Regions from separate parts of the Mus musculus genome. Here region 2 is linked to region 1. A link is a contact called in public promoter capture Hi-C data. All regions are on one chromosome and are shown on one strand. The core of a region is the stretch at or near the end of the contact, and the rest is flanking DNA. Distances in the headings are between cores, read along the strand shown. Region 1 holds the start of 2510039O18Rik (RIKEN cDNA 2510039O18 gene). Region 2 holds the start of Masp2 (mannan-binding lectin serine peptidase 2).

The links. Promoter capture Hi-C pulls out the DNA fragments that hold promoters and counts their contacts.
Region 2: a contact with region 1 is called in a promoter capture Hi-C map of pre-B cells. The contact joins the promoter of Masp2 here to the promoter of 2510039O18Rik in region 1. A contact is called at or near these places in 2 of 39 promoter capture datasets (the C10 cell line and pre-B cells), 1 of 15 datasets of contacts at CTCF or cohesin (embryonic stem cells), 2 of 484 Hi-C or Micro-C datasets (B cells and embryonic stem cells), 2 of 115 datasets of contacts at active chromatin or transcription factors (embryonic stem cells and pancreatic cancer cells) and 2 of 9 other capture datasets (embryonic stem cells and liver).

The regions. Positions count from the first base shown.
Region 1 is chr4:147,938,774-147,943,819 of GRCm38.p6, reverse strand. 2510039O18Rik (RIKEN cDNA 2510039O18 gene) reads right to left here and starts at 2,925. Exons shown (of 3, transcript NM_029841.3): 1 at 1,763-2,925. The coding sequence starts at 2,795.
Region 2 is chr4:148,599,557-148,604,602 of GRCm38.p6, reverse strand. It overlaps Masp2 (mannan-binding lectin serine peptidase 2), which reads right to left and starts at 2,059. Exons shown (of 11, transcript NM_001003893.2): 1 at 2,013-2,059; 2 at 1,707-1,935; 3 at 1,434-1,611; 4 at 785-916. The coding sequence starts at 2,017.

The DNA of each region.
Region 1 (5,046 bases), core at 1,676-4,175:
CAGATCCTGTGGAAGAGCAACAAGTACTCTTAACCACTGAGCTATCTCTCCAGTTCCTATTAAAGCTATCTTAATATCTGATTTTATTCAATTTTTTTCTTTTTGGAGGCAGGCTCTCTATGTATGTCATCCTCCTGCCTCACTCTCCTGGAGTGCTAGATTACAGCCTGAAAGCACCCTAACCTGGTTCAGCACTGTGGCTTTAAGTGACATGGCCCCCTATTAAAATGAGTCTAGACTCATGGGGCTCATCACCCCCCTCAGCATCTGCACCTGGGTATCTGACAGGCACAACTGACTTAGGGTGAACTGTTCACAACCCCAAATCAGGGAGCTGCCCTCCAGGTCTCGCTTCCCACAGACAAACCACTGCCTAACAGTCCTCCCTCCAAAACACCAAGACCCACCACTTCTATGTCCATGTCATGACTGGGATGTCTCCTCCTGCCCTTGGGCTCCCAAGACCCCCTTGCCCTGTCTATGTACCTATTTCCCCTTAGTGTATACTCTGCTCATTCCCATTCTCCCATCTCAGAATAAACTCCTGGTCCTTCCTCAAGGCTTCAAGTTCACACCGCCCTGATCCTGCTCAGCACCTGGCTTAACCTGCTTAGGGCAGTCTCCAGCCTTGAATGCCCTCTTTCTGGTCACATGACTGGCTGCTTCTTGCCACTCAGGCCTAACTGAGTGTCTCTATACCAGGGAGCAGAGGGGTGGCCCTCCCACCCCATACCCTTGCCAGTACTACACAATCCAGGTTCTTCACAGAGCTTTCCAGAGTTGTCCCTCTTAAAATGTTCATGTTCCTGTCTTCTCCCAAACCAGACTAAAGCAAGCACTTCGTGGATAAAACTTGCTTGCCAGCCGGGCAGTGGTGGCGCACGCCTTTAAACCCAGCACTTGGGAGGCAGAAGCAGGTGGATTTCTGAGTTTGAGGCCAGCCTGGTCTACAGCTACTTTTTTTTTTTGTTTTTTGTTTTTGAGACAGTGTTCCAACTGCCTCTGCCTCCCAAGTGCTGAGATTAAAGGCGTAAGGCACCACTGCCCCGCCAGGGAGATACCTCTTGACTGAACAAAACTCTCTCTGCACAACCATAGGGGAGTGATGGTAACTGTAACCCTGAAAACCAAAACTCAGTACTGACTGTGGATTGTATTTCTTTTCTTAAACAGTTGACAGGAAAGGTTTTCATTTCCAAAGAATAAATAAGAGGTTTTTGTTTTTTGCTGTTGTTTTTTTTAAGAAAGTTTTCGCTTTGCCTGCACATTCACGCACTGGAGGAAGTCTCCAGCATTCTGGCATTAATTAGCACTGCCACTACAGTGGCAAGGTGAATCTTAGTCTCAAATGTCAGAAGCTGAAGTCAGACAGAAACAAGTTCCGGTGGCCAAAACAGAGTGCCTCTGCATCTCCCTGATGGTTTCTTCTTTACAAACTGACTCTCTCCCCCTCACAAACCAAACCCCTCCACCAGCTCAGGTCAGGCCTCAAGGCCAAGAACAGACAATAAAACTGAACGTGTACACTCAAACCTCCACTAAAACCTTATAAAACTTACTGTTATGGCTCAAAAAGCTAAGACCACAGAGCCAAGATCATATAGCTTCAAAGTGTTTAAGAAGAGCCAACCGTTGAACATCAAGGCCAAGTTGCAACCCTCTGTGTGACCACCACCGAGCATGGGGGGACACCACTAAAGTGGACAGTATGCACACGGACGTCAAGTGGTGGCTGGGCACCAAGCCCGCAACGAGGCCTCACCGGGACTGAAGAGCTGGGCCCAGAGGTACTGGTGATCCTGAAGCAGCTCCGAGGCGGGCATCTCCAACAGCTCCAGCATCTCCTTCCGTGCTAAGTCCTGCAGCGCCTTGAGCTCCTTGGCTCCTTTGCTTTTGAGCACCTGGGGGTGGATGGGACCAGAGATGTGCACCACCCACAGCACCGTCTCGTCCAGCTGTGTCTTGGGAGCCACCTGGAGCCTGTTCACTAACTTCTTAGAGGTCACCACGACCAAGTGCACCAGCCCCGATGGAAGGGGTGTGGACCGGCCCGAGTAGAGGAGAAACTGGTGATCTCCGACCTTCTCCAGGGTGCTGGTGAAGGATTTGGGGACTGGGCCTGCGGTGGGCCCCACAGTCTGCAACGCGGCCACGCGCTCCGTGGGATTGTTGAGCTGGATGCGCTGCAGATAGACGTGGGGTCGGCCTCGGTGCGCCAGGAAGTCCTCCTGCAGTAGCACGCAGTCCCGGCCCGACCCCGCGGAGAGCCCGGAGGCCGAGGCGGGCCCGGGGACACCAGCGGCAGGGCCCGAGCCCGGGGTCCCCAGCTGCAGGCAGCGCACTCGGCGCAGCAGGCCCTCCCGCAGAAGCAGCACCGCCTCTCCAGCCTCGGCCACCACATTCAGCGGGCGTAGCTGCACGAAGGGCACGAAGTCCGGCGTCACGGCAGGCTCCCGCTCTCCGGGCGTCACCCACAGCCGGTTGTTGGAGGCGTCCAGAGCCAGGAAGCCGTTGGCCACCAGGGCTGGCACCCCGGGGCCAAGCGGCACCGCCTCGCCGCGATCACGCAGGCCGCGCCACGCGCGGGTGGCCGCCTCCAGACAGGCAGACGGCTCGGCGGCGCCCGGCTCGCTGCGGGCCCAGGACGGCAGGTGCAGGCCGCCCGCCGCCCGCCGCGCCCCGGAGCTCGCGAACCACAGGAGCAGCACCAAGAGGCCGAGCAGGCAGAGGAGGCGGCGGGCCCAGCTGCTCGACAGCAGCCCCGGCAGCCCCTTCAGGCGCTGCTGCAGCCACATCGGGCCCGCCGCCCAACCTGCCCGCCCGGCCGCCGCCGCTCACTCCCCGGGCCGCGTCGCCGCGCCCTCCTCAACGCCCGCCGCAGCCACCCCAGCAGACACCTTCACCGCTTCCTCCTTCTTCTTGGTTGCCTCCTAGACGTCAAACGCCACCGGCCGTAAGGCGTCGCTGAGTCTTTTGCGACAAGGTGGAAAAGCGGCCAGGGGCGGGATTTGGAGAGGGGGCGGGGTCTCCTTGGGGGCGGGGCCTGGACTGAGGGGCGGGGTGGGGAAGGGAAGAGTGTGGGCAGGAGTCCAAACGGCTTGTTGGAAAAAAGAGAGCAAGAAAAGAAAGTCAGAGAGCAAGCCAAACCCAACATGTGCTGCGCCTCGTTTGCTGCTGATGGTTTCAACAGCCCTAAAGTTAAAAAATAAGAACGTACTGTTTCTGTAAACTATATTTAACTGAATGAAGAAAAGACATGGGGGTAAATGGAAGGAAAGAAAGAAGGGAAGGAGACAGGGAGGAATGAAGTGGAGGGAGGAGGGAAGGAAGAGGAGGAGGAAGGGTAGCCACTGAAAAATTATTTCCTAGGAAATATTTTGTTGGCAGCGTTTCAAACCTGCCTGGCTGCGAGTACACCAGAGTGGGACATAAATCCAGCCTGTTTCTTGAACACAGCAAGTAGTTTTCTTGATGTCAATCTTGAGTTTTAACTCATTAAATAACGCGAAACATTAAGATCTCATACTTTGACAAGACCCGGAGCATCCATATGGGGGGAAGGGCGAGGGGGGCGGAATTCATTGGGAGCACTGGAGCAGACAGTGGGGTGGTTGTTTCCACTTTGAATTCTAGGTAGACAGTGGGCGATTGTTTTCACTTTGGATTCTGGGCAATCCAGAGCCAGACGGGCTGTTGCAAATTCACAGTTGACAATTGAACGGTCACTTAAGGTGGCTTCTAGTGGGTTGTAGGCAGACAGAAAACTGTATGCTGAGGTGGCAAGCCAGTGTCGCATTGGAAGAATGCTCGTCCTGTTTTGATTTGATTTTTATTTTTATTTATCTTTGAGACAGAATCTTTCCTTTGTTGTCCAGACTGGACTTCAAACAATTCCTAGGCCCAAAAGATCCTTTCTCAGCATCCCCAGTCCCTAGAATCAAAGGCATTTGTCCAGCTTTTTACCCATTTTTATTTTCACACAAAAATGAATGCTAAGAGCCCAGCAGTGGTGGCACATGCTGTTAGTCTTAGCATTTAAGAGGCAGGGCAGGTAATTCTCGGAGTTGGAGACCAGCCTGGTCTACAGAGTTCCAGGACAGCCAGGACTACACAGAGAAACCCTGTCTTGAAAAACTAAAGTGGGCTGGTGAGATGGCTCAGCGGTTAAGAGCACCGACTGCTCTTCCAAAGGTCCTGAGTTCAAATCCCAGCAACCACATGGTGGGATCCGTAATGAAATCTGATGCCGTTTCCTGGAATGTCTGAAGACAGCTACAGTGTAAAAAAAAAGAAAGAAAAAGAAAAACTAAAGCAAGCAAGCAAGCAAACAAACACCCCAGAGCTCAGTAGCACATTTTAGCCAGTTGTTGTACACATATCTTTAATCTGACTCTTCAAGAGGCAGGGGCAGGTAGATTTTACTAAGTTCAAGGCTAGCCTGTCTACACAGTGAGACCATATTTCAAAACAAACTAAAACAACCACACTTTTTTTTTTAGCAGACTATTAGCTCAGAACAGAATATTCCTCTAGCACTAGTGATTTCCCAGAACCTTAAAGTTAAAATAAAAATCTAATGGCAAGATGGCTCAGCAGGTAAAAGCATTCGCCAGCAAGTGTGATGACCTAAGTTCTGTACCTAGGACCTATGTGGTAGAAGGAGAGAGCTGACGCCTCTATGTGCACATTGTTGTATGTCCAAATCAGAAGATGGTATGGGATCCCTGGAGTTACAGGCACGTGTGAGTTGCCAGTCTCTTAACTGCTGAACCATCTCTCCAGCTCCACTTTTTAATGGATGACAGGAGGAAACCGCATGCATGTTTGTGTGTGGACAACTTCCCATCCTGAAGTTGTCCAGCAGTTTCCTATTAAATTGGAGTCCTGTGCCTTTAACAGTCCATTGCACGTGGAGCACGTACTAGAAATACTAGAGGCAACATCTGGGCAGCAGCCACCACCTCTTGCTTAAAGAAACAGGCCACCCTACACGAAGCTTGGATTGGGCTCAAGTTCTAGCAATTTGATGAAACAAACAGGAAACAG
Region 2 (5,046 bases), core at 810-3,309, 660 kb before region 1:
AGAACTAGCTAAAATGTCCTAAGATCAGCCCCAGGGAACCCAGTAGAGGTGAGAGGATCTCCGTGTGGTGTGTGCGCTCAGGGAGTTCCTGACAAGGAGGAGGGCTAAGATGAAGGGACTGAGGTTACTCTACTGCCCTCCAAACCCGTCACCCCAACCCCGGCAAGAGACACACAGCCACAGTGGAAACGGAGGCAGGTTTATTATTGTCATGGTTAAGGTGAATGGGTGCTGTAGCTGGCAGTCATTCCAGCCTGACAGAGCAGCATCGTGTGGGCATGTACTGACTGGTATCTGACTCACTGGGGTGGGCGGGCTGTTGCTGAGGGAGGTTTAGAGGCTCTGCTCTGGAAGAGAAATGGGGGGTGGGGGAGCATCAGGAAGGCTGAGGAGAGAAGGGCTAGGGCAAAGGATCAAGAGACAGGGTAGAGGAGGCCAAAGGTTCACCCACTGGGGTCGGGAGCCATGGCTCTGAGCCTGCCTACACTCCTCTACTTTGAGGTCCTATGGTAGACACTGGAAGCTTAAGGTGTGCCCGGCTTATCCAGAGATACCAAGCCCACCTAGGAAGCACCCAGAAGGCAGAGACAATTGGCTGATGGAACTAGGGGTTCCAAGAGTAGGGGCGGGATCAAAGTACACCATTGGAGGGAGGGAAAGTGGGAGGAGTTAGACATGCTAATAGTGTTGGAGGAAGCAGAAGAGCCCAGCTCCCTGGGCAGAACAACTCCTGCTTTGGTAGCTGGAATAACCTGGTGTAGATGGGATGCCCCTACCCCCTCACCTGAGCACGTGTGCTTGTTCTGGTGGAGAACGTAGCCCGCTCTGCAGGAGCAATAGTAGCCGCCCAAGTAGTTGTGGCAATAATGGTCACAAGGGACTGAGTCTCCCAGAGACACTCTGCATTCATCCACATCTAAAGGAGAGAGGCCAGGCAGACAGGAGGGAAAGAGATGGAACAGAGAGCTCAGGCTTTGGTGGCCCTGACCCACTTGATAGGAGGCCTGTTGCTTCGCCTGGGCCTGGGCCCAGAGTTGCAAGTAGCACCGTTGCTAAACCAGTGGCAGGTTAAGTCACCCGGGCAGAGGAGGGAAGAGCCATCATCAATCCAGTGGCAACCGGGTAGAAGCTTTCTGAGCAGAGAGGTTGAGCCACTTGCCTGAGGTCACACAGTCTCTCTCCTTCAGGGACCAAAGAATACAGTCAAGTGGAAGGCTTCAGCCTGTGCAAGCCCTTTGTAACCCGATGGCTGCTCTGCGTTCCTGCATTCACGTGGCACGTGACAGCAGAACCCACCCGCCTTTCCTGTTGGTTTGACCTGAATCCAGAGCCCAAAGGAGAGGTGGGAAGCAAGACACCCAAAGATGGGGACGGGGCTAAGACAAGGCAGCCACCCAGCTGCATCTGGGCTGCCTGAGCCCACCACTGCTCACCCTCCGCTGCATAGAAGGCCTCAAACCCTGTGAACGGCTTCTCATTGGAGTAGTCGGAGTGGAAGGTGACCTTTAGGCTGGGACCCAGTGAGTAGAAGGTGTCATTGCCAGGTGCCTGCTCAGTGTCTGTACTCTCCTGCCCACACAGTGTGGCCAGCACCTTGGTCCCTGAGCTCAACTGTGGAGTCAGGGGTCAAGGGAGGGAGGTTAGAACCAGGCCCAGCCTTTGCTGTACCTCATAAGAAGGCCCCAGCCGAGCACCCCGTCAGATACCTTGACAAAGTCATACTCGCAGCGGTAAGAGAGTTCCAGGTCAAAGTGGGTGAAGTAGAGGCGCAGGCGGTAGCCAGGGGGTGCAGTCAGTGTCCAGGATCGATCTTGATGGTCAGCATACTTCTCTGGGAAGCCAGGGGACACCAGGCGCCCGAATACAGGTTCAGGCCACTTTGAACCCAGAAGTGTGGCCACCAAACTCCACAGCAGACCCAGGAAGATGAGTAGCCTGTGGGCAGGGGAGTGACATGAGGGTCCAGGCCTAACTCATTCAGCTTCCCCAGAAGCTATGGGTCGCCCACCCACCTCATGGTGTGCCACCTAGCTCTGCAGGTCCAGCGCCTATCACCTTTGATCTGTTTGTCCAGCACCAGGCCCCACCTCCACAAACCAAGGATTCTGGGAATCTACCCATGGCTCCTGCCTGCCTCCCTTCCAGGCAGGAAGGTTCGGTTCGGTGGCTCTGAGAGCCAGCCTGGTAGTAAAAAAAAATTCTACTCTCACCCACCATCTGCACTTCCTTCCTAGTGGGACCAGGAAGGTCTGGTGGGCGAGAGTCTCAGTGACGACGTGGACAGCCTAAGATCCCACCCCCACCCCCAACTCAGGGAGAGGCGAAAAAAGAATAATTTGAGGAAACTCATGAACAAAAGGATACGGAACAGGCATAAGATAAACTTTGGCTACACTTGGGACCATGAATGGTGGATGCAGGCAGGAGGAATGTCTTGCAGGTGACTTCTAAGCCCAAAGCAGAATTAGAAGCTGGGGTTCCTGGCACCGGTGCTCATTTGGAGATAACATGACTCATTTGAAAACAGGGTCTTTCCATTTAGCCCTGACTGGCTTTGAACGGTGGAGACCAGACTAGCCTCAGACTTGTCTAGTTCTCCTGCCTGTGGCTCTGGAGCCCTGCAGGGAGGGAACCTTTATCCCAGCAATTACATAAGTAAAAATTGAGAAATGGGGAGGCTTGGCTTGAACTTGGACTGGACTGTGGAGGCCCGCAAGGACAGCAGTTGTTTAGGTGTCTGTCTGTCTGTCTGTCTGAGTGCTGAGCCATGTATGTTCAATGCTTTTAGAGCCCAGAAGAGAGCGCTGGCTCTCCTGAAGTTGGAGTTATAGGCAGCTGGGGACCAAGTACTGGGAATTGAACTTGAGAACCCAGGGAGAGCAGCTAGTGCTAACAGCTGAGTCAGCTCGCCAAAGAAATCTCGGGGCAGGGGTGGGGGTGGGCGGTGCACACTTTTGATCCCAGCACTTGTGAGGCAGAGGCAGGCAGATTTCTGAGTTCCAGACCAGCCTGGTCTACAGATGAATTCCAGGGCAGCCAGGGCTACACAAAAACCTGTCTCAAATCAAAAAATAAACATTTTGGGCTGTTTTTTTTGTTTTTTGTTTTTTCATTATACCAAAATTGTTAGGGTCAGAACTCAAAACAGTTAGTCTCGGCTACCAGTCTTCAATAGGCCAATTATACAGACAACTTAATAGTGAAAAGCAGAGAAAAAGGATTTATTCAATGTGGCCACATTGGGAAGAGCAGAGGTCTAGTGAGCTCTTCAGAGTCCTGACCCGGGTTTGGATTTAACTGGAGATCAAGAGGTTTGTGTACATAAGCAATACTGCTCAAAATGTGGTCCCACCACCACTGTCTCAGCTGTCAGGTGAACGGGAACCATCAGAACTGTGTGGAATGGATTCCTGGCAGACAAGTTCCTCCTTGGGCAGGCGCTAGGCTGAGGCCTTCCCCCAGCAGAGGATACCTGGATGGTTCTAATGCCTTGGCATCCATTATTTCAATTGTTGGGTCAAAAGAAGGGCACAATGCCCCTTCAGAATAGCTTCTCCCCTCCCAAGATGGTTATGCTCATGGCTCAGGGAGAGTCTCCCAAGTGAGCTGCAGCCACTTTGTCTTCAGGGACACGCTGGCATTGCCCTGCCCTTGATGGACTTCTCCCTTCTGGTGAGGAGCTGGGGAGACCGGGCCTGTACAATCCGTGCACTGAGGCTTACAGGCATTTCCTGTCAAGAGGGGAAGGAGACTCTCAGGGGGTCAGCAGTTCTGGAGGAATGGGCCATCCTCTTGTTCTCACACCATGGGTATGTGTGGGCAGTTACTCTTGCTAAAGCTCCTTTCCAGTGGGGAGACTGGACCTCTCCTGAGGTCCAAAGGCCAAGGTTCCACTAAAGTTCACTTGGGGAACTAACGACCTATTAGGTTCATAGTTGAAGGTTACTGGCAAGGGTGTGGCTGCTTCACCCCAAGAAGCTGTGTGTGGAAAGCCTTTACCCAGCAGAGATGACAGCTCTCTTCCCTAGTCTTCCGCGGCCTGTATACTCTAGCCCCTCCCCAAGGCCACCTCCACTTAGGGATCAGTTGGATCAGGTGAGGGTCTTGTGACTCTCCCCACCCCTGCATTGGGGGAGGGGGGTAGACAGTCAACAACCCTAGCTGGGATGGCCCTTTCACAGCTAAATGCCACAAAACAGGACAGTCACAATAGTTGTCCTTGCTCAAGTAACTAACTCTTCACACATGCTCGTATAAACAACATTAAGTGCAGTGAGACTGGGACAGACAAAAGGATGGACAGATGGACACACACCCCACCCAAGACTGGAAAGTCTAAGGTGCCTGTTGGAGAGGAAGGACAGACAAGAGGACACCGGGTAGCTGTGGTCAAGCACATTATACATGTGAACGAAGGTGTGAAAGGAAAAAAATTAAAGTGCAGCAGCCAAGAGCACTGGCTGCCCCTGCAAAGGACCCAGGTTCCAGCCCCAGCACCCACACAGCCACTAACAAACTAACTTCAGTTCAGGAGATCTGACACCCTCTTCTGAGCACAAGTATACAGACATGTTTCGGGAAATTAAAAACAACGAATGTAGAACCAGCAGGCTCCAGTGGTTGTGCCTCTGCCCTGGCAGCCTGGTCTGGTCGGCCGTGTACTGGCGGGCAATGGCCGGACTGGTTTTGTTTGTTTGTTTGTTTATTTATTTATTTATTTAATGTGAGTACACTGTCATTTATTTATTTATTTATTTATTTATTTATTTATTTATTTATTTATTTAATGTGAGTACACTGTCACTGTCTTCAGACACATCAGATCGGATTCCATTACATACATTCCATTACATACATCTCGTGGAGATGGCAGTTGCTACCACGCCAACCCCGTGTTTCAAATCCACCCCCCTACCCCCGGCCTTTGTGGTGCACATCTGGTAAACGCATGCTTTGCCGCTATACCTTTGTTTCTTGAACCCAGTGGAGCTGCACGAAGGAAAACACAACACAAACTCAGTTCAGAAACAATGGTAACTCAATCCC